Linked DNA regions of Ovis aries: region 2 is linked to region 1. A link is a contact called in public Hi-C data. All regions are on one chromosome and are shown on one strand. Each heading gives the region's core, a stretch centred on a gene start, on an enhancer-like site or on the middle of the called end of the contact. The rest is flanking DNA. Distances are from core to core; before and after follow the strand shown.

Region 1 (5,460 bases), core at 890-3,389:
GGGGGCTCCCCCAGGCACACAGGGCTTCAGAGCACCCGCAGCAGGCCCACCCACCAAGAGTCAGCCTCACAGCGCAGTGTCCTCAGCTCCTCAGAAACCAAAAGGCGCCCCGCACACGTGCTAGATAAAAGCCGTGACGCGAGGCACGTATGTGTCACGAAGACCCCTCGCCACTCGAATTCATCTCTGCCACCGTCTTCACTCACGCCCACCTGTGTGCACATGCCCTGCTACCTTCGTGATGCTCAAGAGTCCCAGGAAAACTTCACCCAAATCAAGTGACAGAGAGGGGCAGGTTCACTGTGAAACAAACCGCGGCCCTGCACGCCACCCTCCTGCCTTCCGGAGGGACAGTCTGCACAGGGACCCCGGTCCTGAGCCTTGCCCCCTACCTCCAGGGCCTAGCACCCTCCCCATCCCCCGCCCTGCCCCTCCACCTGACAGGTGGCACCCGCTCCGTCACGTGGCCCCACTTCTAACGCTCCAGCCCCTCTACAGCCACAGCGCAGAGAGCACAAGGCCACGACCATGCACCAGGCAGGGGCTCAGCCTGGGCTCCCTGAGCGCCAGGCCTGCGCTCTTGCCTGCTGCGGCCACTCGTCCAGAGGCTCAGGGATGCCGCCCCGTGCAAGAATGGACAGGAGACGCTAACCCACAGGGCACCCGCCCGTCCACACTGCTGGAGACGAGCTTTCTCCTGAGTGTCTGTCTGCCTCTGCGTACATACATTTGAGACTTGGGTGGGGGGATCCTGGAGAGGGAGAAGGTGCCCCCGCGGGGTAAGACCTGCAGACCCCACTCTGGACCCCTCATGTGCGACCCAACTGTCCAGTCATCCAGACAAACGGGAGGGGTGGTATCACTCCTCGGGGCGGGCTCGGAAGAAAACCAATCCCATCGCACGCCCCAACAGCGAGCCTGTCCTAACCAACCACAGAGAAGAGCATCACCGGAAAGGAGGCTGCCCGCCACAGGCCGCCCTCCCGGCAAGCCCAGGGCCGGGGGTGGGGGGGGACCCTCCGCGGCAGGCAGGCACCGGCCAGAGGGAGCCCCGCCCGGACCCACGGCCGCTCCTGCGTCCACAGACCTCGGAGCCCGGGGCCCGGACGCGCCCCCAGCGCGAGGGGGGCCCGGCCGGGGGAGCTGGGCCTGCTCGGGGGCAGTGACAGGTGGACACGGCCCGGCCCGACGGCGGCGGCGCGCGGCGGCCAGCAAAGCCCCACCGCGGGCCGCCCCCGGCCGCAGGCTCGGGGCGCCGCCCGGGCACGGAGTGCGCCTGCTCCCCACACTTGACAGAGCAAGGAGGGGACGGGGTGAGACGGACGCGGCCACAACCGTCCGGCCGCTCGGGCGGACACGGGCCCGGGCCGGGTGTCACCCCCGCCGCCGCGCCCCGTCAGACGTTTCCACAGCGGGGCCGCAGTGCACGGGGGCGCAAAGCCCCGGAAGGCCCAGCCCCAGAGGACTCGGGGCCGCCGGCGCGCCCGGCCTCCCTGCGGGGCCCCGCCGGCAGGAGCCCCGCCAGCCGGGACCGCAGGGCGGACAGGCCGGCAGGGCCCCCGCCTCGGGCGCGGAGTCCCGGCCGCCACGGTCCTCAGGGCCCCGCACCCCTTTGTGTCACCTGCGCGGGCGGGCGGGCGGGCGGGGCGGCGGCGCACGCGCACTCGCGCACAGCAGCCCGCGCACGCGCGCGGCGGCCCCCGCGGCCCTGACCCCGGCCCCGCCCCCCGGGCGCCGGCGCGCACGCAGCAGCCCGCGCATGCGCACGGCGCCCCCCGCGGCCCCGGCCCCCGGCGCGCGGACGCCGGCGCGCACGCGCACTCGCACACAAAGCCGGCGCCCGCGCCCGCCCCGCCCGCCCCCGCGGCCCCGCCCCGCCCCGCCCCCGCGGCCGGAAATGCGCGCGCGCGGCCTTACCGAGCGGCAGGCCCTTGTTGAGCAAGTGCGAGCTGCCCATGGAAAGGTGCGGGCGGCCGCGGGCCCCGACCAGTCCGGCGCGCTCCGCCGCGAGCCCGGCGCGTGGCGCGGCCTGGGCGCCGTCCGCCGCTCCGCCCGCTTGCCTGCGCCCGGGCGCCGCCGTGCCGAGCCGCCGCGCCGCGCCAGCAGCCGCTCCACCGGGCGGGGACAGGGCGCGCGCGCGGGCGGGGCTTCCGGCGCGGCGGCCTCCTGTTTCCAGGAGCGGGCGCCGCGCAGACCACGCGGGCGGCTGCAGGCCGCGCCCGCCCGCCCCGCCCGCCCCCCGGGCCCGGCGCCCCGCCCCGCCCCGCCGGCCGCACCTGCCGGGCGCCCCGCGGGCCCCGCGCGCGCTCTCGCCGCGGCCCCCCGGCCTGGAGCCCGCTGAGCCCCTCGTGCACCTTCCCGCGTGCTCCCATCCCCGCACCCACGCGCCGGCCGCCGAGCGAGCGGCGTCTGCGACCCCGGGTTTTAAGGGTCCTTTGGGCTCCTTGGGGCCACGAGGTCGGGGGAGGCAGCGGCGCCGCCCCCGGAGGTTCCTCTGAGATAACCGGCCCTTGTGCTTGAGATCCGGGGACCGAGGAGGGCACAGGCCTGGGCGGGGCAGCTCCCCCGGAACCGGGGCGGTGGAAGTGGTCCCTGGGAAGCGGCCAGGTATGTGGCCGAAGTCGGTGTAAATCCGACCTCCCCCACCCCACCCCCAGCCCCAGCGAGCGACCTGTGCTTCGTTCCAGAACTCCCGAGGGGTCCTGGCACTCGAGGGTCAGGAGGGCTCTCCAGGGTGGGAGGTCGCCAGGCCCCAAGGTCAAGGTGCTCCGGTCATGGGCAAGGACGGAGGCTGACCCTGGGAGACCGTGATGTCTAGAGCAGGGGTGTCCTGGCAGTGGGAATGCTGGCAGGTGGCCTTGAAGACGGGCAGTGCCCCTGTCTTCACAGGTGAAAAGCACGCTGAGCAGGACAGCAGTTGGCTGGTGAAACGCGAGGAACCGTGCTGAGCGCAGCTGGCCTCCACATCCTGCACATCCACAAGCCAGTGAGAAAGGGTGGGTGGGTTTGATAAGCGTCGATAGGGGAACTGGGCATCTAGCCACAGAACAGATGCTTTTAAATTCGTGCTTGGTACTCACCTGTGAGATTACCTCCCAAATTGGGTTAATTAGAACATTTAGGGGAAATGAGAAAACAGGGTTAAATGAACATTCAGCAAGTCTCAGAGAACTTTCCTGAACACAGACAAAACCACTCACAAGGGAAAGCCCGGACCCCCAGACCTGGGCACGTGTCTGGCCCGCACACCCCTCTGGCTCTCTCAGTTAACAGGATGGGGCCCCTGAGGCGACTCCTCCAGCCCCTGCTGTCCGAGACCAGGGTTCTCCTTCCCTACCCGGGCCCCAGCCCAAGGTCACCTGCCCCTCTCCAGCCCAGCAAGCTGCGCAGTGAGCGTGAGAACGGAAATCGGATTCCGCCATACCCTGCTCAGAGCCCTGCCAGCTTCTCATCGCACGGGGTGGGTCAGAGAGCCCCGGCCGCCCCCTGCCTCTCTCCCAGCCTTCCTTCCGCGCCTGCCTCGTGCTTCATCCTGGCGTCCTCCTCCCCACTGCCGCATCTGCTGTTTCTGATGCCTTCCGGTTCCCCGCTTCCCGAGGTCGGTTTCTCCTCCATGCCCCATGCCTGCTGTCGAACTCAGCTTTGTCTGAGCCTCCTTCCCGCTGCCCTGTGAGTGCCCTGAGGACAGGGTGTCTGCACCCCTGCCCTTCTGCATTCGAGGTGGGAGACCGCTGGATGGAGGCGTGGGAGGAACTGACCAGCCCTCCACACATGCCTGTCCCACACGTATTCCCTGCATCCTCAGGACCAGTCCAGGGCACCCAGGCTGCAGGCTCCCGCCTCTGATGCGCCAACACCCCTGACCCCTCCCTACCTTCGAGCATGGCCCTAAGGACCCGGAATCGCCTGCAGAGAACTGCCCTGCAGACCAAGGCCAGGGTGGCGGGCAAGGAGGCCGGGAGAAGCTCACCCCTGTCTCCCCACAGCACAGGGCAAGCCTGGACCTAGGACAGAGCACCCACCCACCCGGCCAGCTCTGCTGGCACCTCCTGGTGAAGCCCCGTCCCGGGAGGACTCACCCCCTGGAAGGGGGGCCCGGGAGGAGCCCCAGCCCTTCAGCTGGGTCTGCGTGTGTACCCAGAGTACGTCCTGGGGCTTCAGCTCTGCCTCCCTAACTGAGCCCTCTGCAGAGATGGGCCCAAGGAGACTAGAATGTGTTGGTTCTTTCGGGAAGAGACCAGATCCCCCCACCAGGTCTCCAGAGGGGCTGCCCCTGCAGTCCGGGCTTCTTAAGGAATGCTAGAATTTTTCTAATGCCAAAAGTTAATATTTTACTTTCTGTGAACAAGAAAAGGTCCTGTCTCTGAGTCACTCTGAATGTTGTTCAGATCCTGCATAATTTCTAAAACAGTGGGCAGCGTGGACACCAGCCATGTGTCCCGTGTCCATCACTGCTGTGGGCCATCCACTCTCCCTGGGCTCAGCAGGCACATCATGGGCGCCCCCCAGGAAAGCTGTGTCCCCGGCAGGCCTGAAAGGCAGCCTCAGAAGCTTCTGGCTGAACAGGAGTGGCTCTGGCTGCCCTCGCTGGCATCAGGGCACACGGGCCGCTCCCCACTTTCACCACCACTGAGGTCAGTGTGCCTGAGGGTCTGCTTGGGCGCGGGCAGGCAGCAGAAACGGCTGTGCAGAGGGTTGTGGCAAGTGGGAGGAGGGAGCAGGTATGGCGTCTGAGGCAGGGAAGGGGCAGCCCCGCAGGGATCTTGGGAAGGCAGTGCAGAAAAGGAGGCAGGGCACGGCTGGGAGAGGCAGGAAACCGTGGCTTGCAAGGGCAGGCGCCTGGGTCTGGCTCCTGCTCCTGGACAGGAGGGGCAGTGCACAGGGCAGGGGCACCTCCCGGCCCTCCAGGAGAAGTCCAGAGCAGCGGGAGAGGCTGGCCGTGGCTGCAGGTGGCGGGTCCTGGAGGACTTGGGGCTGGGACCCCGGGGTCAGGCGGCCGTCTACCTCCACCGGAAGCTGGAGGGCCAGCAGGTCAGTGGGGGAGAAACCGCAGCCCCGGACATGCAGTGGGGAGAGGGCGGCAGAGAGCAGAGGCTCCCACAGCCGGAGTAGACTTTGAACTCCCGCAGGAGGGGCCCTTCCGCCAGGGTTCCGTGCTGCAGCCCCAGCGCCAGGGGCCAGGTCCAGCTGAGACGGGCGCGTGTCCCCCCACGTGTCCTGCGCCCAGGAGTGCGCTCCTGCCCCCGCCCTCTGTCCCGAGCACCCCTCCTTGCACCGGGGCTCCGGCCCCAAAGCCCCAGGCTCCCCACCGCGTGTCCCCAGAGCTGTGATCGTGAGGCCCAGGTGGGTCTCGTGGTCGGCGTGGACATGCCACGTCCACGACCCTGAATTGAACGTAAGCACTGGCACCGGCCGTGTGTGGGGGCCACACTCCCTCCCGGGCCCCTTCACACTGGAACC
Region 2 (5,460 bases), core at 1,564-4,063, 150 kb before region 1:
CCCGCGGCCCTGCGCGGCGCCCCCAGAGCCCACCTGCCCCCTTTGTCCCAGGGCTCCTGTCTGCGACCCACCTCAGGTAGGCGCTGAACGGCCGCTCCTGGCTTCCTGCCCACTGCTGCCGAGCCTGACTCCCAGTTCAGCTGTTTAGTCTCTCTCGGTCGCGTCCTCTCTCGGTCGTGTCCGAAGCTCTGTGAGCCCGTGGACTCCATGGACTGCAGCACGCCAGGCCTCCCTGTCCATCTCCAACTCCCGGAGTTGACCCAAACTCATATCCATTGAGTTGGTGATGCCATCCAACCATCTCATCCTGTCGTCCCCCTCTCCTCCCACCTTCAATCTTTCCCAGCATGAGGGCCTTTTCCAGTGAGTTAATTCTTCACATCAGGTGGCCAAAGTATTGGAGTTTCAACTTCAGCATCAGTCCTTCCAATGAATACTCAGGACTGATCTCCTTTAGGATGGACTGGTTGGATCTCCTTGCAGTCCAAGGGACTCTCAAGAGGTCTTCTCCAACACCACAGTTCAAAAGCATCAATTCTTCGGTGATCAGCTTTCTTTATGGCTCAACTCTCACATCCATACATGACCACTGGAAAAACCATAGCTTTGACTAGATGGGCCTTTGCAGGAGGGCTACTCGGGTCTGCGTCTGGGCCTCCACTCAGCGTGCAGGCAGGATGGTGAGCACCCAGCTCACCACCACCCACCCACGAGGTGGGCGCCCTACTGGCCCAGAAACAGCATTGAGGAACCGCCTATCGCTGGCTTGGAAGGAGTGGGCAGCCTGGGTCTCCAGGGACTGAAACCCTGATGGCTCACAGCCCCAATCCAGCGCTCCTCTGCCCTGGGGATGCTGACCTGTAAGACCTCTCCAGTTTCAGCTTTCCCTGGAAGGCTTCCTGGAAGAGGGAACCCTAAGAGGAGAGAGCTTGTTCCAGAAAGTGTTCTCAGAGGAATAGCAGGAGCAGAGGTCCAGAGGGGCTGCAGGGAGTGCTACAGGGGAGTCGAGGTGGGAACTGGGCAGGGCCCAGGCACCCAGGGCCCAGGGGCGGTGGGGTTTGTGTTGAGGGAGCCAGAGATGCATCAGGGTTGTGTTTTTAAGTGATGAGTCTGGGGCTTCCCTGGAGTCCGCTGGTTGAGAATCTGCCTGCCAGTGCAGGGTGCATGGATTCGACCACTGATCTGGGAAGATCCCGAATGCTCCGGAGCAACTAAGCCCACGTGCCGCCAGTACTGAGCCCACGTGCCGCCAGTACTGAGCCCACGTGCCGCCAGTACTGAAGCCTGCACACCTAGGGCCTGTGCTCCCAACAAGAGAAGCCGCCACAGGAAGCCTGCACGCCACCAGAAGAGTAGCCCCCACTAGCCTCAGCTAGAGAAAGCCCTCTCACAGCAACGAAGACCCAGCACAGCCAAAAAGGAAATTAATAAATTTTAAATGTTTTTAGAAAATGATTCACAATGTCAGTGAAGAGACAGTGAAGGGAAACCCAGGGGAGACGGGCCCACTGATTCAGGCCAGTGAGCTTGGGGTGCGGTCAGGTGACGGACGGAAGGAGGGCAGTCATGGGGGCCAGTGGATGCTGGTTGCTGAATAGCCAAGGGAAGGGCAGAGGGCAAGGTGGAGAGAGACACAGGCCGGGGGCTCTCTCCAGTGCGTGGCTCCAGTCCTGGGCATCTCAAGCTCCTGGGCAATCCTGGGTGAATTACCTGCTTTCGCCGTGCCTGCACAAGTGACAGCGAGACGTCTGACTGATTATGAGGATTAAAGGCGGTGCTGAGTTATTAATACCCTTCTGTTAGCATCACTGGGCTTCCCGCCTGGTGCTAGCGGTAAAGAATCCACCTGCCAACGCAGGAGACCTAAGAGAGGCAGGTTTGATCCCTAGGTGGGGAAGATCCCCTGGAGTATGAAGGGCAACACACTCCAGACCCCTTGCCTGGGAAATCCCATGGACAGAGACGTCTGGCGGGCTACAGTCCAGAATCGGACACGACTGAGGGCACGCGCACCCCATCGCTAGCGGACAGGAGGCCGCAAACCGCCAGGTGGGCGGCGGGAACACATCTGCTCTCCGGCAAGCGGATCTATGAGCCGAGGCGCCAGGGCGGGATCTCTGCACCCCACGTCATGCCCGACTTGGCCCTCCCTGGAGTCGCCTGGGGTCAGAGCGGGGTCTTGGATCTCCCCTCCGTTCCCGACGACCACCGGGGGGCTCAGATGTCGGGACTCTGACTGCCCAGCTGGAGCTCGATCAGGGACGACTCTAGAGGCGCGCGGAGAGCTGTTGGCCTGAGGCTGGGGACTCGGATGCAGGCGCCAACGGGTGCAGGTGCGAGGTGGACGGCGCGGGACCTGGAGGTGCGCGAGGCGAGGCTGGGCCGGGGCTGCGTGGGGGCGCGGTGTGCTGGCCCGGCCGCCAGCGGCTGGAAACAAGCTGGGGGCGGGGCCAGGGCCCTGCGGGGGCGAGGCGGGCGGGCGGGGGCGGGGCCGCGCCCCGGGAGCCGCCCCCCGCGGGCGTCCCGTACTGCTAGGGTTAAGGCCGCGAGCCGGGCGGCGGCAGGGCGGGCGCGCTCGCCGATTGGCGGAAAGTTCGGGCGCGAGGCGGGGGGGCGGGGGCGGGGCGCGGGGCGGGGCGCTGCGGCCAGGACGCGCCGATTGGCGGGAAGTTCGAGCGCGGGGCGGGGCTCGGGGCGGGGCTCGGGGGCGGAGCGCGGGGCGGGGCGCGGGGGCTGCGGCGCGCCGATTGGCGGGAAGTTGTGTCGGGGCGGGGCGCGCGGCGGGCTCGGCGCTCGCTCCGGGAGAGTTGACAAAGCCCCGCAGGGAAGGACGCCTCGCGGCGTGGCGCCCCGGGCCCCTCGCCCTGCCGCCCCGGGATCGCGGCCCCGGCCCGCGGACCGCCCTCGCCACCCTCCTCGCCCCCCGCCCCGACCCCGGCCCCCGATCCCCGCCCCGGCCCCAGCCCGAGCCGCCCGCGCGCAGGTAGCGCCGCCCCGTCCCGAGGCCGGGCCCGGGGGCGCGGGGCGGCGGGGTGCGGCGCCCGGGGCGGCAATGACCGCGCAGCGCGCCCCGCGGGCCCGGCCCTGAGCCCCGCCGCCCGCGAGCCCCGCCGAGGTGAGCCCCTTCGCGCGCCTCCGATTCCCGGGGCAGACTGGGAGGGCCGATTCCGGAGGGTCGGGGGCCGGGGCCGCGGGAGGGGGCGGCGGGGGCCGAGCGTCCGGGTCCCCGCTCCGCGGCGAGGGGCCGCAGGCACCGGCACGCGCCGCCGCGGCTCCCGCCCGGCCCGAGGTCCTGCCCGCGCCCCGCCCCCGCCCCTGCACCCCACGTGGGCCCCCCCAACGCAAATTTGTCCGCTAATGGCGCAGGCGATTATCTGCGGGGCCGCCGGTGTTGTGTGTCCCGCGGGCAGGGCCCGAGTTACAAGCGCCAGGAATCCAGACGGTGTTTGGAGGGGGGGCGGGGGAGGTCGGTAATTAGTGTAAACCCTTTGTCTGCCTTTGATACCCACGGTTCCCCCGCCGCCGCTTCCTCCGCCCGGAGCGCGCCAGGGAAGGCGGGGCGGCCCGCACCTCGGTCCCCCTCGGTCCAGGGCCGGGGTGCTGGCTGCTCCGGGGCCCTCGGCCCGGAGGAGGGGGAGCGGGGCGGAAAACCCGCCCCCCCACCCGCACGTAGATGACCAGCCTCTGAATCCCCCCCAGGTCCGCACTGGCCGAGATGACGCCGAGCCCCGCGTCGGTGCTGCCGCTGCTGCTCCTGCTGCTGGGGGCCCTCCCGCCGGCCGCCGCCGCCCGAGGTGAGTGCTGGCGCCCAGCCCGGCGCCCCGGCCTCCGCCAGCGCCGCCCCTTTCCCTCCGGCCCTGAACTCTGCCACAGTGCCCGCCTGGCGCGCGTGCCTGCGCCCCGCCCCTGCTGGCCGCGCGCAGCCCGGCCCCTCACCCACTGGGCCCCCGGCTCACCCACGGGCCAGGGCAGCTCCCGCGTCGGCCCCACACCCGAGGGCTCCTCAGCTGTCTGCGGGGCCTCCCCTCTCGCCATGAGGTCCCCCAGATCACCCACGGGGTGGTCTCACTGCGCAGGCTCCCCCAGCTCTGGCACGGGGTCCCACACTGGCTGGCAGGTTGGGCTCTGGCCCCAGTTCCCCTCAGAGCACACACATCCACCCACCGCTGCAGTTGAGGGCAGCCGCTGGTGGAGGATTCCTGGGCAGTGGGCAGTTTGGCCACAGTGGACCCAGTTAGGCCCCTGACAACCTACAGAAACCCCCTGGTGGCCAGCGCCGGGTGTGGGGACAGTGGGGACCTTCTTAGCATGTGGGCCTAACGACCCAGACCAGTGCGCTAGGCCTGCCCGTCTCCAAGAAGGTGCAAGGTTGGGGCCAGGGGACTGAGGACCCAGCACACGGGGTGGGGAGTTGGGGCCTGTCTTAAAGCAGACGCTGAGGCCACCTCGTTCAGGCACACAGTGCGTCCCTCAGCGTGGCGTGTGTGCCACAGGGGGGCCTGGACACGGGCTGACACACTTTCTGTGCAAGAGGGCGGCCTTAGATACCCCTGGAGGGAGCCCTGCCCCAGCAAGGGGCGTCCTTGGCTGATGGGCGATGGGTGATGCGTGCCCGTGGCCTCCCACCGCCATGTTCCGCGCTGGCCTCCTTCAGCGAGGCGGGACCTGCGGCCAGGCCAGCCCTGTGGGGGTGTTGACCACTCAGGATCGCCCTTGCCCTGTCCACCAGTCCTCTGAGGCGTCGCACCCCGCCCCCGCCGCTGTCCCGCAGGCGCACCGAGCCCAGGCTGGCCTTATATGGCTGCATTCGGGTGTGGGGTGGCGGGCGGCGGCCCAGGTGGGCCTCATGCCACGGTACCCCCCCCCCGCCTGCCCTGCCGGGGACTGGCTGGCTCGCTTGAGGGTGGGGGCTGCCCAGGCGTGGCCGAGATGGCAGTGCCCAGGGTGCTGCGGACACTTGGGTCATGCCCAGCAAGGCTCCCCACCCCTGGGGCCAGCAGCTCAGCCTCCAATTTCTCTTTCATCTGCTTGGACTCCGCCATCCCTGAACCTGCCTGTCCTCTGGCCGCTTGGCTAGGGAGGCTCAGGAGGCCACTGGCCTGACCTGGCCACTGGCTGGAGCCTGAAGTGGAGGGGCGGGTGGCAGTGGGCCGTGGACGGCCGTAGGCAGCAGGGGCCACACCCCGCTCAGTGCCCTCTGGCTGAGGCCTTGGGCTGCATGGTGGGGGCCCTGGCGGCCGCAGGGAGGTGGGAGCCGCTTTCCAAGGGCAAGCAAGGGCCTCTGTGGTTCCTGGTGGGGGTGCTCTTCCTGGGTCGTGTTGGCTTGTCCTCCAGGCCTGGACTGGAGGGTAGAGTTGTCTCAGGCCCTTCCCACTTGGCGCGTGAACAGGCTGCGTGTGGGCCTTCTTCAGGCAGGCAAACCGGCGCAGAGAGAGTTTGGGTGGCTTTCTGAAGCCGCTT

Evidence for each region. Hi-C and Micro-C count contacts between places; a contact is called where the count stands out from the background.
Region 2: a Hi-C map of liver shows a contact between it and region 1, with 2.3 times the contacts expected there. The contact joins the promoter of FGFRL1 here to the promoter of CTBP1 in region 1. A contact is called at or near these places in 2 of 16 Hi-C or Micro-C datasets (blood and liver).

The regions. Positions count from the first base shown.
Region 1 is chr6:117,889,642-117,895,101 of ARS-UI_Ramb_v3.0, reverse strand. CTBP1 (C-terminal binding protein 1) reads right to left here and starts at 2,139. Exons shown (of 10, transcript XM_027971335.3): 1 at 1,918-2,139.
Region 2 is chr6:118,038,360-118,043,819 of ARS-UI_Ramb_v3.0, reverse strand. FGFRL1 (fibroblast growth factor receptor like 1) reads left to right here and starts at 2,813. Exons shown (of 7, transcript XM_060417713.1): 1 at 2,813-3,115; 2 at 3,700-3,794. The coding sequence starts at 3,716. LOC114115366 (a long non-coding RNA gene) reads right to left here and starts at 3,804. Exons shown (of 2, transcript XR_003589750.3): 1 at 3,708-3,804; 2 at 1,418-1,725.